Regions from separate parts of the Bombyx mori genome. Here region 1 is linked to region 2. Evidence: chromatin contacts called from public Hi-C data. All regions are on one chromosome and are shown on one strand. Each heading gives the region's core, a stretch centred on a gene start, on an enhancer-like site or on the middle of the called end of the contact. The rest is flanking DNA. Distances are from core to core; before and after follow the strand shown.

The links. A called contact is a pair of places that touch in the nucleus more often than the background predicts.
Region 1: a contact with region 2 is called in a Hi-C map of posterior silk gland, with 1.6 times the contacts expected there. The contact joins the promoter of LOC101742012 here to the promoter of LOC101741061 in region 2. A contact is called at or near these places in 4 of 7 Hi-C or Micro-C datasets (middle silk gland, posterior silk gland and whole pupa).

Annotation. Positions count from the first base shown.
Region 1 is chr23:2,309,639-2,313,192 of ASM3026992v2, reverse strand. It overlaps LOC101742012 (transmembrane protein 39A), which reads right to left and starts at 1,792. Exons shown (of 8, transcript XM_004925427.5): 1 at 1,425-1,792; 2 at 898-1,179. The coding sequence starts at 1,670.
Region 2 is chr23:1,711,712-1,715,754 of ASM3026992v2, reverse strand. LOC101741061 (muscle M-line assembly protein unc-89) reads left to right here and starts at 2,230. Exons shown (of 9, transcript XM_012689812.4): 1 at 2,230-2,839; 2 at 3,033-4,043. The coding sequence starts at 3,062. LOC119630347 (protein PBDC1) reads right to left here and starts at 151. Exons shown (of 3, transcript XM_038019415.2): 1 at 1-151.

The DNA of each region.
Region 1 (3,554 bases), core at 543-3,042, 600 kb before region 2:
GGTACTTAGCAATTGTTAATTCAGTTAATTCTTCTAATTTTATTAATTGTCCTAATAAGTAAGCTTTATTGCTTATTGAATTAAGAATTTTTATGAACATTATTGCATTCAAGTCATGAGTAGTATTTAATGATATAGTCAGTGTGAAATAGTCACATGGGCAGAACTTAGACAGGGAGATATGCAAAGAGTATTCAGTGGTAGGTAGCAGCTTGGCTCTGCCACTGGTGTTGTTGACATTAATTTTAAGATTCTAGTCACGATATGATTGTCAGTTTGGGGCATGAATTTGAATAATTCAATTCACAGACTGCATAATTTATATAAAATTATGTTTACCTACCGGACAAAGTGACTGTTGTTTGTTACAAATTCAATCATAATTTTTTTTAAACATTCTTTAACTCTCTAATTCTACATAATTCATTCATTAAATCTGAGGTGAATTATATTTATATACATACATTGAAGTACATCTTAATCTCTTCAGGGACTTTGGCAGATATGGTATCCTTTTTTAATTGTTCATATATATAATTCTACGCTAAATGACGACACTTGTGGGCATATCTTTTTTTTAAATGAATAGCCACTATTTTTGTTCGTTTTTTTAACTTATTGAATTATTTTCATTCTAAAATGAACAAATTAAAAAAAAATTCAATTTACATTTTTTGTACTATGAAAAATTCTTCCCTGAAGATTTTAATATATAATAATAGCATTATTTTGAAAATAATGTTACTACGGTTCCTAATTTGTGTATTTTAACAATGTCTTCCAATTATCAGCATTTCTTCAAAGCTGGTAATGCTATTAGTAAATACTTAGCGAAAATCTCAATGGTTAACTGGGTTCCACTAATTTAAAATGAAACAAATAGAGGTGTACACTCACCATAGCCTGGTTTGTGTATGAATTTGGTAGCCACCAAGTGGTCCTATACAGGTTCAAAAACTGTAGTCCTGTTGCTGCCAGTGTGAACATAAACATCAGTACTTCAAATAGTAACGGTCCATCTTGGGGTATATGTGGGAATGGAATGTGTTTCGGTGGTATGGGTCCTTCAGCTAGCTTGATATCTGCTAGTGTTACTGTTGGCGCTGTATTTGGAGTCACCCTAGTTTGACGGCCAACACGTTTCCCCCCACTTACATCATCCTCAACTGGGTATGTACACTGTAAATTATAAACACACTATTAACATCTTTAAGAAAATTTCCCTAGCCATTCAATTTAATGTAAAATTGTGTTTACAAATTTATGGAAAACTCACAACAATTTTGTTATATTTAATTTGTTAATATCCAAGGTTGAAACCTCACTTGTTTTTTTAATCAGTTTAATCAATTACAAATCGATAAACTATCTATTTATAGAATCATAAGCCAGTATCCTACATGAAAAAGAGAATCCACATTTACCTTCTTATTATTCGTCCCTGTGGCCTTTTTCGCTCCAGGGTGAACCATTTTACAAGCGATAGGAGGCAAAGGTCTCTTAATGAGCGGGTCTTTAATAATTTTCCGCCGTCTTGAGACGGCTGTTGATGAAGTATTGCTAACTTGAGAATTTGCCCAGCGTCTAGCTAAAAGTATAGTCAGACAGCCGACAATTGCTGGTAAGAAGAACACGACAAAAGGGCCACTTTCATTTTCCGTACAACTCATCACTCACATGTTAAAACTTTTGAATAGTTTCACAATAAATAATTTTCTGAATGTTCTACACAATAAACACCAACACGACGATATGTGTAAAGCGAATCTCTCAATCACAAACTCAAAAAATGACAGCAACAACGTCATTTGTTTGTTTTGGCCACTGTTTAGGCGAACACAGCATAGCCTATAGAGCCGGCTTGTAACTGTAAATGACTGTAGCTATAGATATTTTTTTTGTAATTAGTTCGTAATCTTAATTATTTTATTTTAAGCTTTTCCCTCTTAACCAAAAACGTTTATTTTTACTAGACAGTATACCTTCATGCAACTAACTAAAAAAAATCAAGCGCATCGGTTTCCTATATTGTACAAAGTTAAAATTTAGATTTAAAATGAAACGGAATAATAAAAATCTCAGTAATATCATACAATTTTAAACCATGCCTACTAATTGGATTCCATTGCATTATAGATGCTGATTAATAATAAATGATACTGATACCTTTATACATGAATATTGACTATTTTTTTGTTATTATATTCTTTTGTACATCTGATAAATAAATATACTATGGCAGATAAGAAAAGTGAATAATTAAATTCCTCGACATGTCCTTTTCAGTAGTTATAAACTCCAAATTGATAAATTAAAACAATTCTCACAAGATCACACTTCAAGCTCTCCTAAAAAATAAAATATTGACAGAGTTTCGTCTTTGTATTTAACTCGAACAAAGCGCACTATAATTTTTAGATTATGTTGGTTTCATAAATCCATAAACTTAGCTGGCAAGACATACCTGTTGAATTTGATGATACATTTCACTGTAAGAAAATGAACTAATACATGTACATTGTGATATATGTATTTATTCAAAAATAACCATTTGATGAGAGGCATTTTACTTTTTAGAATAAACTTAATGAAAATTGAGACATAAAATATTAAAAAAAATACAGGCCACAAAATCTGAAAAAATTAAGAAATTTGAGGAGTTTTTGGCGAAACTGCGAGGAGCGAAGTTGTGTGAATTGTTTTCTTTAATTTGGGGTTTATTTGGGTTTAAATGAGTACTAATCGTAATGGTAATTCATTATCTGTTTATTATCTCTTGCACAAATGTGGGAAAATGAAACAAGCCGCTGGAGTCTGGACATATCTACACGGGATCTTCCAAGAAGTTCATTGAAAAAGTCTCAGTAAATAATCACATTTTTATTGAGATTATATTTTATGCAATATCATCTTGTTTCCATTAATTTCACCCCAACTAATTAAAGTCTCAGATTAATTAATTTTATTTTATTTCGCTCCATATCACTTTTCATAAAACAAAATGTACAAAAGATTAGGTTGTATGGATTGATACTTTTGCCTGTCCTTTTGGTAAAATGGAACTACTTAAGAAAATTGACAGCTGTCACCAGCATGACCAGATTTAGTAGATATCTACTTTTTGGTAGATTTTGAGGTACTGGCAACAGAATTTAGTATGTAAAAATTATTTGGTATATTTTAGTAGAATTCACGCTTATTTATTCTCGTACTTTTTGACATTTTGTATAAATTCGGGGTATTCCCCCTTTCATCGAATGTATTTAATTTACTATTTAATTTTCATTCTTTTCGTTACCATTCGTGCCGTGAGCATAGTGTGCTAGACTATTGGGAATTCCTTCATTGAGAATTTTTATAATCGAGCTTAAAACGAAACATAAATATACACAAAGGTATCATGATGTCCCATTCATCACGATATCCTTGTAGTTGTAATACAAAACATGCAAATTGTTGACAAAAAATTTATGAAATTAAAATTAGATGATTCCGTGTCTAATTTATTGTCAACTTCTAGTTCGACGTCTTAATCTTTTATGGTGGATAAAGCC
Region 2 (4,043 bases), core at 981-3,480:
TGCAGAAAGTTTCTATGTGATATTTGATATTTACAAGATTCAAAAAAATATAAACATGCGACAAAAATTAATTTCCGGGTTTAGCAGTCTCAAACTCAAATATTAAGTGTATAATTTTTTTTATGGGATTTTATGACCTGGTAACTAAGACCTTTAAGTCATGTCTTATTTTAATTTATATTGAAAAATGATAATATGGAGATAAATGAAATGAAATGAAGATGATTAATTTGAGACACTAATCAACTGGGATGAAATGAAATGAATTGAGATGATATGGGATGAAATATAATCTCAGTAAAATGGTGGTAAATTACTAAGATTTTTTCAGTGGACTTTTTGGAGGATCCCGAGAAGTTGCGTCCAGCGGCTTTGTTTCATTTTCCCACATTTGTGCACTTTCACAGATATTAAACAGTTAATAAACCACCGTTATTACACATTTAAACCTGAAGAAACACTAAATAGACAAAATAAAACAAATCACACAACTTCACTCCTCGCGTTCCCGCCAAAAAGTCCCCTTAAGTGTATAATCTATGCTTAACAGCACAGACTATGTGCATAAATGTTCATAAAAATTTTTTTTTTCACTGAGAAGATCCGGTGAGAAACTCAGTGGCCTGTGTCTGTGGGTTAATTTACTCGTCGAACGCTTGAGGTACCAATTTTTTTTTTATTGCCCTTGTAGTCAGACGTGCATACAGCCCACCTGACGGTGAGTGGTTATCGTCGCCCATGGACTTCAGCAATGCCAGGGGCAAAGCCAAGCCGCTGCCTACTGCTAAAAAAAATTTTTTTCATGGTTTATTACACCCCCCCCCCCCCTATACTGTCAAGAACAAGGGTAAAGATATGAATTAAAATCTCTGGATATGGTTTATCGAGTTCTATTTTTATTTATTGCTTATGCGGGTGAACGAACTCACCTAGTGCTTTCCGGGGCCCATAGATATAAAAACATAGATACCGTAGCCCACCTTCAGGCCAGAAACTAGAATATCTCAAGTGTACTTAAAGTATAACGGTTATCTCATCCTTCTCAAAACTAAGAAATAGGCATGGTGATTGATGATCCTACCCTTGCGGGTTGCGTTCAAGGTGCCCTGTCCTCTTTATTACCCAAGTTATACTTTTTCAGGGTTTCATTTTTATTACCGGCATTATTCCTTGATGCTGAAGTCATTGTGAACATATTGTGATCGGTACGTGTTTGATTTTAAAAATGCTAGGGAATTTTCCTGCAGGCATCATCTCATCGCTCAAAATAAAAGTACACCCGGCGTCTTCTCTTCAAAGCCATGTCAATTTTCAAATAGCATAAAGTATTGACGTTACTAATTCAAATTTCACTTGAGGACAGATTAACGCACGGCTCATCTGACGCTAAGTGATTAATCGTCATTGACAATGAGAGATCAGCAATATCAGCAGCCAAGCTGCTGCCAAGTCAAAGTCAAGTTAAGCTTTGATTGAAAAAGGTCATCAATGCGCTGAAGGAACACCGTAGAGGTAGAGTTCGTTCCAAAACGTGATAGTACGTGATAAAAATGATATATGAAAGTACAGTCGTTCCGTTTAATAGAGATTTAATTTGCTATAGTAAAGTTTAATAGCGTGTGCTGTGATGATAAAAAGACCACGCCATTATCTCAAACAATTTCAGAGAGCACTCCCTATACGATGGAGTAAAATACACGAACAGCAGAATAATCTTTCATGCGGATATTGTTTGATTTTAGAATCGTGTGTGAAATAAGAAGTCAACGTAAGGTAATCCTAGCTTGCGATCACTCGCGCAATGTAAGGTTGTCGCTCGATAAAATCACTTTTTAATTAAAAGTGTCATGGAGGCCTAATTGTATAAAAAAAATGTATCTGAATTTAAATACAGGAGAGTAGGTAATGCTTGCTACAAACCTCAGGTTAGAGCCCATGACCTCACCTACTCATTCGATGAATCTAGTATGACCCCTTGAGGTCACTAGAATAGGTACCTAGGAAGAAAAAAAGGCTACAAAAAAAGAGATGATGCTCAAGAGTGAATAAAACAACTTATACCTTTGGGCCAAAAATCATACACCATTATCTGAACAGGTCTTTCTATAGGATTCTTTGATTTAGTCGTAGGCTTTTGGTTTGTTCCCCATCGGAAAGCCCTTCTATTAATGAACATACAAAAAAATAGCTACTTTTCGACGTGGCCGTTGCTACAGCAGAAAACATGTTGATTACGAATATTTTAGTTGAAATGAAAAAGCAGGTTTTTAAACATTTTAATAGTTATTATAAGATTTATGTAAGAGACAGTTAACGCTATTTAGATAAGGACAAAAATATTATGTTTCCTAATATTCAATAAATTCAAATGTTATCTAGGTCTAGTCTATTGGTTCAAAAACTTTTGTTGAGAAGAGATAGCGTTATAGGTTAAAGTTTGTGTGAGAGAGAAGCATTTCTCAGAAGAATTCGTTTGCAGTTCGTTTCGTCACACGTTTTCTTTGTCGGTGATTGGCGGGTTTCGGAAGAGGGTGGCGCATGCGCGTTATGCCGACGCCATCTCTAAACTACTGTGCCTGTTATGTACTTGTTCTGGAGTGAAGTGAATGGAAATTCATGGTTAAAAGTGCTAATAAATCATGGAATTGTTTTGCTGCAATTTAGATCTTGCGTATTTTTAGTGAATTGAAACTTTAAAGTGCAAGTGTGAGAGTTGAAGTCTTCGGCGGGTATCAAGGAAGTTCCTGGTTATAGCAACGCATTATTTTTTGTTGCTAAATCGTTCGCGGGTAGTCGTTGCCGTCTATTTCATGGGCTATTGTCACCAAAACAGCTAGTGGTAAATATGTAACCAATTATTATCAGTAGTTTTTAGAACGGCGGGATCGAGGTTGAGAGCGCTCCCCGCGTTCTTACGCGCGCGCCGCATTTATCTCTACTATGTATGAAATATTGTTTTGGGTCAAAGACATTGCAATGCGTTACATCGTAACCAAAACATACTTGTAAACTGTTTTAACTTTATGTTTCAGCTCGCTTTGTGGACGCATACGCGTTCATTATGAATTCTGCTTTGAAACCTGTGTTGGCACAACCGGGGGTTCCGCAGCCCGGTGGACAATCTAGTCCCGCCAAAGGCAACGTAGCCACTGTGAACCACGCTGTAGGACACCCCCAAGGTGCGCAGAATTCTCTTCATCTCGGGAACAACTTAGTTGGGCACAATCTGACCCACCACGCTCCGGCGCCTCCGCTGCTGCCACACGCAGTACCTTCCATGGCTCCCATATCTGCAAACATGGCTCAGATGGCTCAGAACATGAGTCACCATGGCAACCTGTCCCATGTCACACAGAATTCTGTGGCTCCTGCTGTAGCAGCGAGTCCAAGTAAAACTACAAGTTCACCATTGAGTTTAGTGCAAGATAAGGCAAATACATCCCAGCCACTAGCTCTAACGAGAACTCCTGAAAAGAAAGATGCTGATTCAACTGGTCCTGCCAATGGTACCATAGATTCTACAAAATCTGGCACAAACACTCCGAGTCCATTGAAACCTCAAAATCCAGAGAGCAATAAGGAAAAACAAGATATTGCTAAGACATCACCTAGTACCCCTAAACCACCTGAGAAGACCTGGAGTGGGCCACCTCAAAAATCTGAAACATCAAACTCTAATAATCAGACAGAAGGCTCTACACAACCTAAAATGGCAACAGCTAATGAACCACCTGAGAAGTCACCTTTAAAACCAATAGAAATTAAACCATCACCGGCAGCTGATGTTGCTCCGAGTCAGAGTGACAGTAAGCCAGAAACAGCAAAAGACAGTCAATTACAAGAGAAAGCATCACCAACAGAAATTGTTTCAGAGGTTAAAGTTGAGAAACCAAAAGACACTAAGGAGGAAACTAAGATTGAACCTCAGTCTTCTGAAGTAAAGAATGAAGATAAAGTTGACAGCTCAAAAAAAGAGGAACAAACCGAACAGAAACCACAAAGTTCGGATGAGAAAATTGAAGAAAAAAAACTAGAACCAAAAC